Regions from separate parts of the Hordeum vulgare genome. Here region 1 is linked to region 2. Evidence: chromatin contacts called from public Hi-C data. All regions are on one chromosome and are shown on one strand. Each heading gives the region's core, a stretch centred on a gene start, on an enhancer-like site or on the middle of the called end of the contact. The rest is flanking DNA. Distances are from core to core; before and after follow the strand shown. Region 1 overlaps LOC123401352 (negative regulator of systemic acquired resistance SNI1). Region 2 holds the start of LOC123401382 (glucose-6-phosphate 1-dehydrogenase, cytoplasmic isoform-like).

Region 1 (4,815 bases), core at 1,765-4,264, 650 kb before region 2:
AGATAGGCAGTAAGCGTATGTGTCTTCAACTCTAGCTTTTTTGTGCTAATGCTTTCAGAAAAATGTATGGCCATCTTTGCACTGTACTGTATATTGCCTGATTATTTGTCAGTCAGGTTGAGAGCATAAATGCATCATTCATCCATCAGCCCATCCATTGATCCAGTATGATTGCTTAGATCCAGCCGGGTATACCTTGCAGTTAGCTTGATACTATCTAGATCACATTCTTTTTCTCTTTGTTTAATTGAAGAGCATAATACTATTGTTATTAAGAAACTTGAACAGGCGGCATTGTAGATCTGTCTTCCATGTTCCCATCCTGATGTTTTTCTGATATTCTTCCATTTACAGCATTTACTTCTTGGTTATAATTTTGACAATTATAAAAGCTTTCAGGTCTGCCTATCCCTTGATGGTGATTCTAGCAAAGCTATTGATGCAGCAAAAATGATGGGAGCGTCTCTTCTCGAGATATCTTGCAAGTTTGTGTCCGCTTTCCAGAATCTGAGAAAAATCAACACGTGAGTATTCTGAGCTGTCAGGACTCAGGAGATGAATGTCTGATGGTACTGTCGCTGCATGTCAGGCAGCCGTATCAGACTATCAGGCTGGTCGTAATGGGAATACCATAGCTATTATCGTGCATGCCAACTAAGCAATTTTGATGAGATGACATAGAATTAAATGAAGAAAGAGAGGGTTGAGTATCATATCATGATACCGTATCATATTAAATGTTGTGCTACTATGTGTCATGCATGACAATAAATGACATATCATATGATACTAACATATGATACTATGCATTACGGGTATAGTATCATACACTAGTATCATATGCATGATACTAGTATATGATACTCCCCATTACAACAAGCCTCAGTACGGATCTGCCAACAAATTCACTAAGTTCCCTGTGCATTTAATTTCTGTATACCGTTTTGCAGGAGCATTCAGATTTCACAGTTTGAGAAAGAAGCTTTGTTCACTGCAGCAACGCTGACAAGTAAACTGCAGAACGAGTGAAGATTGGAGACTTGGAAGTATTCATTTTAGATTTTGAAGACTTGGAAGCGATGGGATCAAATGGTTTATCTTAAGAGAACGATAGTATCTGTCTCATCTATTGTACGACAAAATATGTTACCTGTGTATATATATGTTTTGGCATCTGGGTTGCTCATCTCAGGGTGGATATCAAATTCACTAGTTTACCGTTCGGCAAATGTACTAAAGGCGTGATGTAGTTGGTAACCAAGAAAATCAGCAGGGTGTATCAGAAGAGGCTTTTTTTTTGTGAAACGAAGAGGCTGAAATTTAGGGCTTAGTTGTTAGAGCAATTTTAGCAGATCCTGTATATGGTACTGCAAAACGAGGGTTCCACCTAAATTTTGGGGGAACTTAAAGGTCTCGATAGAATAGATCTGCTATAAAAATGTATTGCAAAATTTAAAACTAGTTTGCGCTACAAAGTTCAACCCAACCGGAGTTCATACATAGATTAAAACATAGATCAAACTAGAAATTTAAACCTAGGGAAGGCTAGCTCAATTGCCGGGGTAGAATGCCTCCACGACTTTGGTAAGCATGGGCGTAGGTGTGGTTCTCCTTTGTGGTGGCAAGCCTGTTGCTGGCGCCTTCTCCGGTCGCCACTGCATGCTGTGTGGCGAGTAGCTCCTGATCGGCCTATCGATACCTCTTGATGTGTCAGAAAAGCACCTCGTGGAGCTCGCTGAAGCTGGCCTAAGCTGTTGCTATGCGTCGCGTTCATGCGCCTGCTTGGAATGCCATGGCTCGACGATTGACGCGGCGACGACCCACCACGACTGCCATGCCTGCGAGCACCTTCGGCCATGGATCCGTGAGAAAGGGGAAGAAACACGCGACTAATTGCTTGCAGCAGAAAGGGCGCCTGACTGGGCCGGGCCAGTTTATTTTTATCTAAAAAAATCGGATAACTTCCTTTTTGCTTTTTTTTTATGTTTCTTTTTTTTGCTTATTTTCCCTCCTTTTTTGGCTCGTTTTTCTTTCGGTTTTCCTTTTTTCTTTTTTTTATCAAAACGAACGAACATTGAATTTCTCAATCATTTTTTGGAAACATGAATGTTTTTTAAATCAGAGAACAAATTTGAAAGCGCGAACAATTTTTTAAAGCATGAATAGTTTTTGAATCTTGAGAATGAATTTAAAACCAAGAATTTTTTTGAAAAATCCTGAACAAATTTGGGACCACGAACAATTTTTTAAAGCATAAACATTTTTTGAATTTTGAGAACAAAATTTTAAAACGGAGAACAATTTTGGAAACCCTGAATAAAGTTGGAAGCATGAACAATTTTTCAAAAGCACTAACATTTTTTGAATCTTGAGAACAAATTTCGAAAATGAGAACAATTTTGAAAAATACTGAACAAATTCATAAACATGAATAATTTTTGAAAACAAGAACATTTTGTAATCTTGAGAACAAATTTTAAAAAACAATATTTTTTTTGAAAAACATTTAAAAAATAAAGAACATTTTTAAAAAATCCAGAATAATTTTTCAAAATCCAGAACATTTTTCTGAAAAGCAATTTTTTTTTCCAAATTGAAGGGCAATTTTTGAAAATCTAGAATTTTTTGAAAATCGAAAACTGTTTTTAGAAAAGGAAAAAAGATTTTTTGAATTTGAAGAACATTTTTGAAATTCTAGAACATTTTGGAAAATCCATAACATTTTTTGAAGATCGGAAGATTTTTCTAAAGAGATATTTTTTTCCAGTTTGAAGAATAATTTTGAAAATTCCAAACAGTTTTTGAAAATCTGGAACATTTTTTGAAAATCCAGAACATTTTTCGAAATAGAAACAGAAAAAAAAATAAAAAAAATCATGTTCAGAAAACCAGCTAGAAGTTTTCCATAAACGAAAAAACCCGGCTCGGAACATGTACAAGTTTCCCAAAACTGTGGGCCTTGGAATAGTTAAATGGCGGGCCCACTTCCGAACCATGGCTGGGTGCGTGTACGAACGCCGACTATTTGACGCAGCGCGCACCAAATAGGGTTTCCCCCCTAAAACACCCCTGACCCTGTACATATAGCGTCAAGCGAACGGATTTGTAGCCCACTTGTAATTTTTATACGAGCCGATGGACTTTTAGCAAACCTGTCCGGACAGAAAAAAAAATGTGAAAAATGTAAAACCGCTGAAATTATATGGGCCAACGAGGATATGGTTGGTGTGCTAGAGTTGCTCTTAGCCCTAAGAGCAAAGCTAATCTTCTACTCACTCCGTTTCAAAATAAGTGTCTTAATCTTAGTATAACTTTATACTAGAGCTAGTACAAAGTTAAGACATTTATTTTGGGACGGAGGGAGTACCTCTACATAGCTGATCTACTATTTCTCTCCCACATGTAAGTATGTAAGTATGTCACCTTCCCACAACATGCATGAAAAAGGTCCATCAGAATATGCAACCATGCATAGGAAAAAACCCATATCAACATGCAAAAATGTATGGGCATTCTTCATTCTATTATGCTATTTATTTAATAAACATTTTAAAACTATACAATGATAATACAGAAGAAATCATATGTATTTTTCATTTTAATTTTCACATTATTTCTTCATATTCATGTTCATACAATAAATCTCATTGATATATAGTGCACAACATTCATGCGACAAAGTGCACGGTAACTTCTAGTAAATATTATAGCCAACAACTAGCTATACAAGATTGTCTATGTCATTTAGAGCGAGCGTCATTAATCACTCATATAATAGAGTTGGTTATAAATTTAACTACTAGGTTATTAGCATTTTTTGCGTTTTCTAGATTTCACTTTTCTCGCATTTACCCTTTTTATCTACATTATCCACCAGCATGTGTAGGTATTGACTTATGCATGAGAGTCCGCACCTTTCCTTTTTTCCTTGTTTCTTTCTTTCACAGAGGCAAACATGCTTATAACTCTTATTATACTTGATCTAAAGTGATTTTCACCGTTCTAACCAAGGAGAGTACTAAAAATCAATGACAAATTGATGAAGCTTTGACATGAAGTCGCATCTCTCGCTTCTGAGTTGGGGTCACATGTGAAGCAAGTAAAACACTCTAAGTGGTTATTGTCTAGAGTTCTAAAAGACCCCCCCCCCCACACACACACCCATCGAGTCCTTCGTTTGAGTTCGTAGGTGTTTTCTGTTGATCTCCTCTCTCCAATGTTGCATTCTCACATGATTTAGGGGTAGTTTGACAATGGCCTTGCTGACTGCGAGTGTTTTCTCTTGTATGTTTTTTTGTATCTAGGGAGGTGTGTGTGTGTGAATAGGCTACTAAAATAACCTAGAGTTTTTTTCCTAAGTTTTAATTGTTGACAATTTTCAGGTTAGTTAGTGGCGGCTAATACGTTCTACACGTGTAAATATACAAAGGGTAAAGTCAGCGGAAACATAAACTTGCACAAGGACTAAGCTTAGGGGAATGCAAACACAAGGAGTCCCGATGGTGTTTCCCGTGGTTCGGATAGTTGGATCTATCCTACTCCGTGTCGGTGTATGCTTCAAATCACGAAGATTCTAGTCCACTTGGATCTTGGTTGCAAGGTCCACAAATGACACCACCCACAAAGGTCCACAAAAGAGCAACCACACATCCCACCATGGCTTACAACCACAAAGGTCCAACCTGAGTCATGGTATATCTTCACGAAGTAGACGATCTCTAAGAGCATACAAACTTCTTGTTCCTTGAGATCACGACGTATCTCAAGCAAACCTAGTCGATCTAGAAGTAGTAAGATTGAGGTTGATTGGTGATG
Region 2 (4,357 bases), core at 482-2,981:
ATATAAAAATGGAGGAAACACCATCCTCATACAAAGCATACCAATTTATTTGTACACAAAATCATTATATTAATTCCAGAAATGTGGACCTTACCCACGAATGTGTTCTCTTAACCCGTCATCAGACATATCTGATCTCGCATACCCAAATATATGGACTTCCCCAGATTGTATAAATCCCTGTCTTATCAGAGAGCAATATTCAGCCAATGTGTGCCAAGCTGGGAAGACATTATGTACATGACATGCAGTACATTATACAATGATGTTCAATTGTTTCTTTAATATAGTTATGTACAGTGTACACTTGGGTGCAAGTTATTTAACTCAAGATAGATGCATCAACTAGTTTATCCCCTTTGAAACGGCAACTATTGCAAAGTTATGATAGATTACCTGTTGAAAAAGGTTAAAGAGTGCCGGGAAAGTTTTCTTTTTAGCAAGGTCCCCAGAAGCACCTAGTACAACAATGGACAAGCAGCCAGACTCTGAAGAAAGCTCCAAGTCCTGCAAGTCTGACAAAGAACTCGTGCTAATTCGTCCCAATGATGGTGAAGATACACCCGATCCTCCTGACATGGTAGTCTAGTCTGTATGGTTTCTCCGTCCTTTCAAGATAACCTAAGATTGGAGAGGTACACTTAATCTCAAGATGTATGAGCTCTTTGGTTTAAAAAAAGAAAGATGTATGAGCTCTTAAACAGCTACATAACTTTGATCAATGCTAAGTTACTAATCAAGCAAAATATCTCTTCACTGATTGACAGGTCCAAATGAGATTTTGCAACAAGAGAAAAAAAAAAGGATCCATCATGAAACAACTTTACTGAACCTTGCTGTTTAACCATTGGCCATCAGCAACTGAGAATGCAACTTTTGAAACAAGATCCCAGAGAAGTTTGCTGTAGTAGCATGTTCATGAACTGATAACCACAGATGTGCTTCAGGAAAAAAAAAAAACCATGGATGTACTAGGGCTGCTACGAGATTCTACTTCTAGTCAAGTTAAAAATACTGTCTGTGCAAGTAATTAACTGCATTGAACATGGCTCCCCATCCCCATATGTGTCAACATAACAATTGCGACTTCAGATCTGTTGCATACACTAAACGGCAATGTCACTTGTAGAACCTTGAAAGGGCAGGGTGTTCCTGCGTTTCATAAAGAAAACAAAATGTAATGGCCCCTGTGTTTATGAGGAAAATCGGCCGGAAAACAGTTAAAAATCTCTGTGTTGAGAGGAGGAAAAAGGCAAACATGATAGTTATCCTATTTGGAGAAGTTAAAAATCCCTGCCCCAACTCCGAATTATAGTTACGTTTTAATGTGTTTGTTCACTCATTTCAGTCCATATGCAGTTTATACTGAAATATCCAAAACATCTTATAATTTGTGAACGGAGAGAGTACTAGTTAACCAGCCTAGCGGCATGTCCAAGAACAAAACATGCAAACAAAAATTGAACTGGCGACGAGACCCATCCCGAAACGCAACGCGATCCTTCCTTCCTTGGGGCGGGAAGCAGAGCCGGCCGGTCAATCGACCAAGGACTCAGTCCCATCAAGAGGAATCGTTGTGGTCGGCAGCTGTGCGATCGAGAGGAGGATGAGAAAACTGACCAGTGAACACTGAAGGGACGATGCGGCTTGACTTCGGGAGGAGGGGGGTGGTGCCGGTGGGATGGGAATATTTTGCTTTGCTTTGGGTGGAAATTATATATGGCTTTCCTTTCTCGCCGCCGCTTTTATACTCGCATCGGCTACTCCCACTCCCCTTTGACCCGCTGGCTGAACCTTCCACCACATCCACATCTACGCCCTGTTCTGTTTCTTTTTTCTTTTCCTTTTTCCGGAAAATTGCTGCTTATCCTACCTGGGCATCTTCAACTCCAAAGCCCTCGAACGGACAACACCGATGTTATCCAAATCTATCAGCATATGTTCGGTTACAATTCAAACGAAATCCAATATACTTGATCAAATTTAATGCAAACTCAAACAAATTGAACGATATTTATTTATACTTGGATAATTTTTGGAAAAAGGTTACCTTCAGACCACCGATCACGCTCGCTCTTCCTCCGGCTCAGCTCCGTTGGATTGTGTGTTGATCAGACGGACCACATCGTCCCCGCTTCCGCGGCATGCGTCCGTTTTCTGAAATGAAGCCATTGTTTGAGGACAACCATTTATGCAAGTGAGGAAGAGTCGAGAGTGTTTTCGCAACTCGGTCTACTCGTGTTGCTCGAAGGACGGCGTTGTTGGATCTGTGAGGACGGCGGGGGCGGCGGGCGACCGGGGCATATCCACCGCGGTGGCGACGGCGACATATTCGGCGATGGCCGGCATCGACTCCATCATGTATGCATCGGAGATCCGCTCATTCCCTTCCCCCTCATTTTTGCATGATTTGTAGGCGTTCATGGCGGCCCTCCCCAGGGGCAGCTTCACGCTCGACGTCGACGGGTTTCAGTTATTTATGCAACACGAGTGTTCATAGCGGTCCTCCCCAGGGCGGCTTCGCGCTCAACGTCCACAGGTTTTCGTTATGTGTTGGCGAGTGGTCGCCGGTGTAGGTAGTTCAGCAGCGCACTAGGAAAGTTGTCGCGTGGTTGTAGGGTGAATGTCGGCGATGCGGTAGGTTAGGGTGTCGTCAGTGTGATAAGAATATGGATTGGATGTTGCTGCAGTTTTTTTACATGTTTTGTTTGGTGATTTATTTGCTTTGCATACCTCATGTGAGCAGAGTTTGTGCTGCTGCAATGTTAATTCAAAGATGCAACGAGACTTTGATGTTTCTGAATTCTGATGTGAAAGCATGTTCACATATGTAAAACTAATTCAGACATGTCAGTATGCACATTGACAATGAGTGCCAATGAGTAGGTTTCAATGAGTTTGTTGTTTCAATGAGGCTTAGGTTTTGTGTAGTTGTGCTGCTGAATTTTAATGAGTTTCAGGTTTTGATCCCTTCCTAAATTCAGTGCTGCTGAATTTACTGAGTTGAATGTGATGTAGAGAAACCTAAAGTTGCATGATCATAGTATTCAGCTTGCGATATTTCTGAATTTCTGGAGCTCATAGTTTTTGGAGTTCATGGTTTATGGTGTAATGCATTACATGCATAGAAACTGAAAGATGTAGGATCCCTTTGTGTTACTTCTAAATTTTTCCAGCAAATAGATTATGTAGCTCATTCTATCTTTTTGTAGCTCATTTTTAGTTAGCTCATGTTCTTGCAGTTGATAGCTTATGCTTTTGTTTTTCTGAAATTGGCTATAGAGCATTTCATGTAGCTTTTAGCAGAGGAAATTTTAGGTTTTATGTTTTCAAAAAGGAATGCTGATAATAGCTTACGTTTTTCTGAAATTAGTTGGGCCTGCTTGAATTATGTCTCATGTAGCTATTTGTTTCTGAATTCTGAATCATGTTTGCATGGTTCTAGTAGTTTTAGTACCTTCCATTTTCTTAGACCACTAGTTATGCATGCTCGTAGTTATAAAATCGTATTTTTCATTTTTTGTTTTGTTTTTGCAGCATGCCCATTTACCAAACTCGATGGTGGGGCAAAGAGGTTGCGCGAGATAACGAATGACATCACAGGGAAGAAGAGGGATGTAATAAGCAAGTCCGACCTCGGGGATTTGCTTTACATTTCTCCTTTGGTTCCTCCTCCAGAAGCGCTTCTCGATTTCATACTTATGAGGACTGACACCAAGAAGCGTGTGCTCAAGTATGCGATCTATTTTGTTTTTGTCATTTGTCTCCTTTTCCTATACCTGTTGCATAACATGCTTTTATCTTTTCCGCAACATATACTAACATTTTAATTTTGTGTATTGCAGGATAAATGACAAGAAGAAGATACACTTTACAAGAGACATGGTTAAGAAAATATTCAATGTGCCATCTGGTAGCAGACCGCTAGAATTCGGCAAGAGGGTCAAAGTTGATTTCCGTGAAGTTTACTTGGACGACGAAAGGGCTCCAATATCCACCACGGTTGTCGTTGTATTGAAGGCATATAACGACGATGAGGATGTCGTTGAGAGGTCATGGGTTTTACTGTGCCTAGCATTGGTCCTAGATCCTGGGAAAGGAAACATGGTTCCCCTAGAATATCTATTCACTTTTCGAGACATGATTGTGGTCCATGAGTTTGAGTTTGATAAGTATATTCTGTCTGATGTGATGAAAGAAGTTCAAAAAATACCAGGACAAGAGGAATGATAGTAGAGCGAAATTCCTGATCGGTGGATTTCTACCAATGCTTCCGGTACAACGCTTCCATTCCCATAATATTCCCACCTTCTTTTACCGGGACAACAACACTTCTTGTCAGAAGCTGATGTTTATT

Evidence for each region. A called contact is a pair of places that touch in the nucleus more often than the background predicts.
Region 1: a Hi-C map of leaf shows a contact between it and region 2, with 3 times the contacts expected there. The contact joins the enhancer-like site here to the promoter of LOC123401382 in region 2. A contact is called at or near these places in 2 of 6 Hi-C or Micro-C datasets (both in leaf).

The regions. Positions count from the first base shown.
Region 1 is chr6H:337,387,175-337,391,989 of MorexV3_pseudomolecules_assembly, reverse strand. It overlaps LOC123401352 (negative regulator of systemic acquired resistance SNI1), which reads left to right. Exons shown (of 15, transcript XM_045095137.1): 14 at 400-524; 15 at 951-1,330. The coding sequence ends at 1,029. Among protein-coding and RNA genes, the nearest start is that of LOC123401352, 30 kb to the left of the region's middle. Within about 2 kb of position 3,014, at least 3 of the 3 cell types and tissues checked have open chromatin away from gene starts, as enhancers often do. A contact at or near this core is called in leaf, where this site is marked.
Region 2 is chr6H:336,736,293-336,740,649 of MorexV3_pseudomolecules_assembly, reverse strand. It overlaps LOC123401382 (glucose-6-phosphate 1-dehydrogenase, cytoplasmic isoform-like), which reads right to left and starts at 1,731. Exons shown (of 16, transcript XM_045095168.1): 1 at 1,621-1,731; 2 at 397-621; 3 at 95-180. The coding sequence starts at 579.